Linked DNA regions of Oryctolagus cuniculus: region 2 is linked to region 1. Evidence: chromatin contacts called from public Hi-C data. All regions are on one chromosome and are shown on one strand. Each heading gives the region's core, a stretch centred on a gene start, on an enhancer-like site or on the middle of the called end of the contact. The rest is flanking DNA. Distances are from core to core; before and after follow the strand shown.

Region 1 (2,700 bases), core at 181-2,680:
CTAGCCCTCGGCCCAGGCTGGGTGTGCAAACGTGGGCAGGGCCTGTCCTAGGAACCAACGCAATTCCTCCTGAGGAGGCCGGCCTGGCCCCTGGGACAAGGCTGTCTTCAGCCCTGGCAGCTGCCTATACCGGAAGCTTTGACAGGCCCAGAGTCACTTTGCAAAGAGCCAGCAAAAAGGAGTTGAAACTGCCAGATGCCTTTATCGTGGGTGGAGCAGAGCAGAGAGCAGAGGCTGGACCCCGGGGCAGCTGGAGCTTGATGGGTGAGGTTCCTTCTGGGAGTGGAAAGCGAGGGAGGCAGTCAGCCCCTGCCTGCACCCAGAGAGGCTGCTCACCCAGGAAGACCACAGCCCACAGGCTTTCCTGAAGTCTGGCCACACCCTGCTGGGCCTCATGGTATGTGCTGTCACTCAGCTTTCCATCAAGCACCTGCTGTGTCCGCTGAGGCCCGTGCCAAGCACTGGGGATCCAGCATGACCTGGAGCAGCCCAGCCCCCACTTGCACACCTGTTGATTCCCCAGACTCATTCTCTTGAGAAGCTGATGCTGCCTCACCCTAAGCAGCACCAGGCATTCCTGACCCCCACACAGCCCGTCACAGCCCACCCAGGACAGCAGGAGCTCTTGCTTCTGTCCTTGAGTTTCTCCTCCCTGGCTTCTGGGTCCAGCCCTCACATTTGCTGGGATCTTGAAGACCGTCTGTCCCATGCCCCTTTCCTCACGGCGGGCTCAGTGCTCGTGTGCGTGCCGCGATGCCCAGTCCAGCTGGAGTCATCCTGTCCTGACTGATTCCGGATAGACCCAGCAAGGGGGCTGCACAAGCCAGTCAGGGCAGGGTCACAAAAAAACTGCAATGGATCCCTATGGCGTTTGGATTGCACTGGGGACAGTGAGAGCCCCTGGCAGAGGAAAGCTGGGCAGAGACATCATAGATTTCCCACTTGCTTGTTACACTCATTTCACAAATATTTATTGAGTGTATACTCTGTGCCAGGCTGTGCTGGGGCGTCCTCATGGCACACTGCGGCGTGGAGGCAGCTACGGAACAAGGTAAGTTTGTTGACTTTGTAAGACTGTCTACGGGCGTTGTTCAACTCAGGATGGGGTTCCATCCTGCTGACGCCACTGAAGGTGAAAGTGCATTGAACTCGCCTGGCCTAGTGAACAGCCTAGCTTGGCAGCACAGCACGTGGTGGAGCATCAGTGGTTTCCCCTCATGGTTGCAGAGCTGACCGCCAGCTGCGGGGACCCAGCATCTGCAGGGAGAGTGGCACTGCACGTCCCGAGCCCAGGAAGAGATCAGAACTGAAACTCTGGAGTTTGGTTTCTACTGAATGTGTGTTGCTTTTGCACCATCGTAAAGTCCAACAGTTACAAGTCAAACCACTGCGAGGCAAAGACCATCTGTCTCGGGGGAGGCACAGAAATAAGCAACTGTGCTGCAACTGTGAATAAAAGGGAAGCTCGAGAAAATGTCTCCAAGGAACAGAGCTGTTAGCGGAGGCCTCGACAGGGAGAAGGAGCCAGCCTTTCGAAAGAGGGCGAAGAATGTTCCAGGTGGTGGAAGAGTGCAAGGTTAAGTGCAAAGGCCCTGTGGCTGGATGGGCTTTGGAGGACCCTGGAAGCTGCTGGAACGGTGGTTGCATAGGCGCAGAGCGGGAGGCAGAGCAGGTCTTCATGACGGGGGCCCATCGCCGGTGAACAATGATGGCGCTGTACGTGCAGCTGGTGCAGACACGCAGAGAAGTGGGCTGAGACAGCGAGCAGGGCCTGTTAACGGAGTATGTGGGGAGAAGGCGGGGCCAGCCTCAGGGAGAGACGGGAAGGAAGGAGTGATTTTTTCCCCTCAGTTTCTGGTGCGAGCGCTTATCTTCTGACATGACAAAGCCTGGGAAGGTAGGACCACGTTTGCCGGGAAAACAGAACCACATTTACTTTATGGAAAGCATTGAGAGGCTGGCTTCCAGAGGACGAGCCCAGGGCAGGGAGCCCGCTTAGAAGCTGAGCCAGGACGCCCGGAAACAGATGAGGGGGAGGATGACCCAGGGTGGTGACAGCGGGGATGACGGGAAGACCGGTGTTCCTGCTAAATGATCAAGGAGAAGAGCTTCCCGCCTCTCCAGATGCTGCGGATTTCCGTCTGGGAGATGGCTGAGCGGGCCAACCGGAGGCAGGAGTCCTTTTTGGAGAACGTTGAAGAGCAGCCACCATATGGAGGGGAGTGGGGGCAAGTGATGTGGAAAATGGGGTCGCAGGAGAGGCCAGCCGAGGCTGCGGCACTGCGGCAGCTCCTGTAGCCGGCTGTTTGGCACGGGAGAGGGGACTCTGGAGCCATTTGTGCCAGCGAGAAAGCCATCCTGGGACGCAGATGGCCAGGCAGCCACGCCCAGGCCCGCTGGCTGAGGGAGGGAGGGGCTGGGGCCTTGCAGCGAGGGTGACTGTCCTGGGAGGCTAGGACGGGGCCCTGGGATTCCTGCCCTCCACATCATCACTGTCTCTCCCCGGAAGCTGGGCCCTGACTACGCAGTGACAACCTCTCCTTGTGGCCTTGCTGTCCTCGGAGTGCATCTCTAGCCTCCCAAGTTAGCAAAACGCAGGGGCTAGTGAAGCCTGGAATGACAGCTCGGTCCACTCAGGGCCCTGCCTGGACAGTCATCCATCCATCCATCCTTTCATTCATGCTGGTACGCATCTAACAA
Region 2 (2,700 bases), core at 177-2,676, 420 kb before region 1:
TTGGAAGACACCCTGGTAACTAGTACAACCCCATCTTCCTATTGCGACCTTCTTATCATGGGGCTGGTAGGGGGGTTCCAATGCGTGAAGACCCTGACTTCTGGCCCTCAGTGCCCCTCCTTAGAGCAGTCCACTGTGACAGGAAGGAGAAAAGAACATCTTCAAGGCCAGGTTCAAGCAGAGAAAGTGGGGATGATTTTCCCCATCCTATGACTCCCCAATCCCAACCCCTTGGTGTGCTTCCTGGACTATGTCACCTATTCACTGTAGCCAAAACCAGCTGGATTGGAAGCAGAGTCTTAGCCGCTTGGCCACCCTCTGACTTCAGTCCTACGACAGGTGATTTCTACAAGCTGGGGGTATTCACCAAGAAAGGTCCCCTCCCCAGAATGGGAGCTGTGCTCTCTTCGTTGGAGGTCCTTGTTTTGTTGGGTTCTTCCTGCTGCTTCTGGCCTGCTCTGTGCTTCCTTTTGCCTGGACCCCACTTTGCCTTAGTGGGGCAGGCCGCACTTTCTTCCAGCTTCATGAAAGAATGGGTGAACATACAGAAGGCAAGAGGAAAAGAGTTGTAGTTCTGGGCCTGCTTATGCCTCCAAGCTCCACCTCCTATTGACGTGGCCACATCACATACTCCTAAACTCCTCGACACCTCATGACGCCTAAACTCCTGACCCCTCATACGCCCTCCTTCTTGTCCTTGAGAGGTAGAAGAAAAAGCTGCAGAGAAAACCTCTGCACCACCAAGAGGCTAGCACATGCAGTCAACAGCAAATACAAAACTCTACCGAAAACCCATGTCACCCACAAGCTCTTAGCAATGAGGAGTGAGTTTGGAGAACAGGTAGATTGGGAGATTGGGATCCCCAGTTCCCCACTTAAAAAATATTCTCCTCTGTAAGTTCAGTTGGGCCTTCTCTTCCTCTTGCCCCCATTTTGGCACACCTTTTGATTAGTGTTGACACCTAGAAATGATGGGAAGCCAGACTGGATCCTTAGTATCTCAGCTCTGGCCCAGGTAGCCCATTCCTCCATGAACAGGAATTGTAGATTGTATGCACTCATGCAGTGCCACACTAGGCCAGCAGGGGTCTGACATTAGTTGCTTTTAACCCCAAATAACTGACTTTGCAGTGTGATGGCTCCGTGAATGAACTTGAAGTGAAGAGCTAACAGCCACGGTTTGAGAAAGCAGAACTTGTAAGTATAAATAATGCATCCATTTTTGTAGTAGGCCTATAAACAGCCAAGCCCACAGGGCATCGATTTTCCTTATCCACAATGAAGTGCTTGGTTTAATCCAGTTTCCATGTTTAGCCAGAAAATACATTCATAAAGAAAGCTACCTTAATCCGGGAGCTTTGGGCCGTCCAGATTTCTGGCTGAAACTATTCACCAGTTGCTGTTTGTTCTCTAAGGAAGATGCCATGTTGGCCAAAGGTGAGGTAATAGAAAACAGTCAACGTCTTAAAAAGCATGAGGTCAGTGTTTGTAGGTCACACTGAAGTCAGTGTTTCAAATTGAGAGCTCCAGTCTTTATGTTGTCCTTGAATATATTTTTATGGTGGGTGATGATTCGAAATACCTAAGAGAAGTATTGTGCCTACCAGTTTTCAAAGTCCTTTCACACCCAGTGTCACATTGGGTCTTTGTTACAAGAAAGAAACTATGAGTCTCATAATCTGGCCAGTGAAGTCAAGGCTCAGAGAGGTGAAGGGAGCTTCCTGAGGACACACAGCTCGTAAAGGCAGAGCTGGCAATTCCCATGCCAATGCACCAGTTTGAGTCTGTGTGCATTAAAGGACTTTAACGTGTGCAAGATGTATACAATGCAACCTTGTTCTTTTGTCAGCAAGCAGCCTGATTTAACTTAGTATCTATTTATGGTTTATTGCATTGCTCAAAACTAAAGACACTGTAATTTCTTTAAATCGAGGGTTGCGTGCTTTTCATTAAGCACACCTACCTTCCCATCACACAGCCCTGTTCTAGGTTCTGCTTTCCCAAGAGATGATAGGAAGTGGCGAGAATCACATCTACGCAGACTCTGAATTTCTCTGTGTCCTCATCAGGCCGCTTCTGTCAGAGAAAGCCTGACCGTCTTCACGCAGCAGCCTGATGCGCCAGATGCTGCTATTTTTCTGGATGAGGATTAGGCAGGGGGCAGCTGCCTTGCCCGGGGTCACATGACAACCAAGGGCTGGGGCTGAGATCTGTGCCCAGGTAGCCAGCGCAGCCTGTCTCTTTCCAGGTTCGCAGTCACTGTACACACCAACAGCAGGCACTCCCCAGATGGCGCAGAAGAGGTACAAGGAAGCGCTCCTTCTCCACACGAATCCGGGGTGGTTGTGAGGACTATTTAAAACACGTGGCATTGATATACTTTGGAGAATGGGGGGAAAGTGTTACAGGTTCAAAAGAAATGCAGGGGCCAGCGCTGCGGTGTAGCGGGTAAAGCCACTGCCTGCAGTGCCGGCATCCCATATGGGCTCCAGTTCAAGTCCCAGCTGCTCCACTTCCGATCTAGCTCTCTGCTGTGACCTGGGAAAGCAATAGAAGATGATCCAAGTCCATGGGTCTCTGCACCCATGTGGAAGACCCGGAAGAAGCTCCTGGCTCCTGGCTTCGGATCAGCACAGCTCCGGCCGTTGTGGCCAATTGGGGAGTGAACCAGCAAATGAAAGACATCTCTCTCTCTCTCTC

What was found. A called contact is a pair of places that touch in the nucleus more often than the background predicts.
Region 2: a contact with region 1 is called in a Hi-C map of an unstated tissue, with 3 times the contacts expected there. The contact joins two enhancer-like sites. A contact is called at or near these places in 2 of 6 Hi-C or Micro-C datasets (ear pinna and an unstated tissue).

What each region holds. Positions count from the first base shown.
Region 1 is chr1:29,776,606-29,779,305 of mOryCun1.1, reverse strand. No RefSeq gene overlaps it. Among named protein-coding and RNA genes, the nearest start is that of COMMD9, 32 kb to the right of the region's middle. Within about 2 kb of position 1,430, at least 1 of the 8 cell types and tissues checked has an H3K27ac peak or open chromatin away from gene starts, as enhancers often do.
Region 2 is chr1:30,201,282-30,203,981 of mOryCun1.1, reverse strand. No RefSeq gene overlaps it. Among named protein-coding and RNA genes, the nearest start is that of TRIM44, 120 kb to the left of the region's middle. Within about 2 kb of position 1,426, at least 1 of the 8 cell types and tissues checked has an H3K27ac peak or open chromatin away from gene starts, as enhancers often do.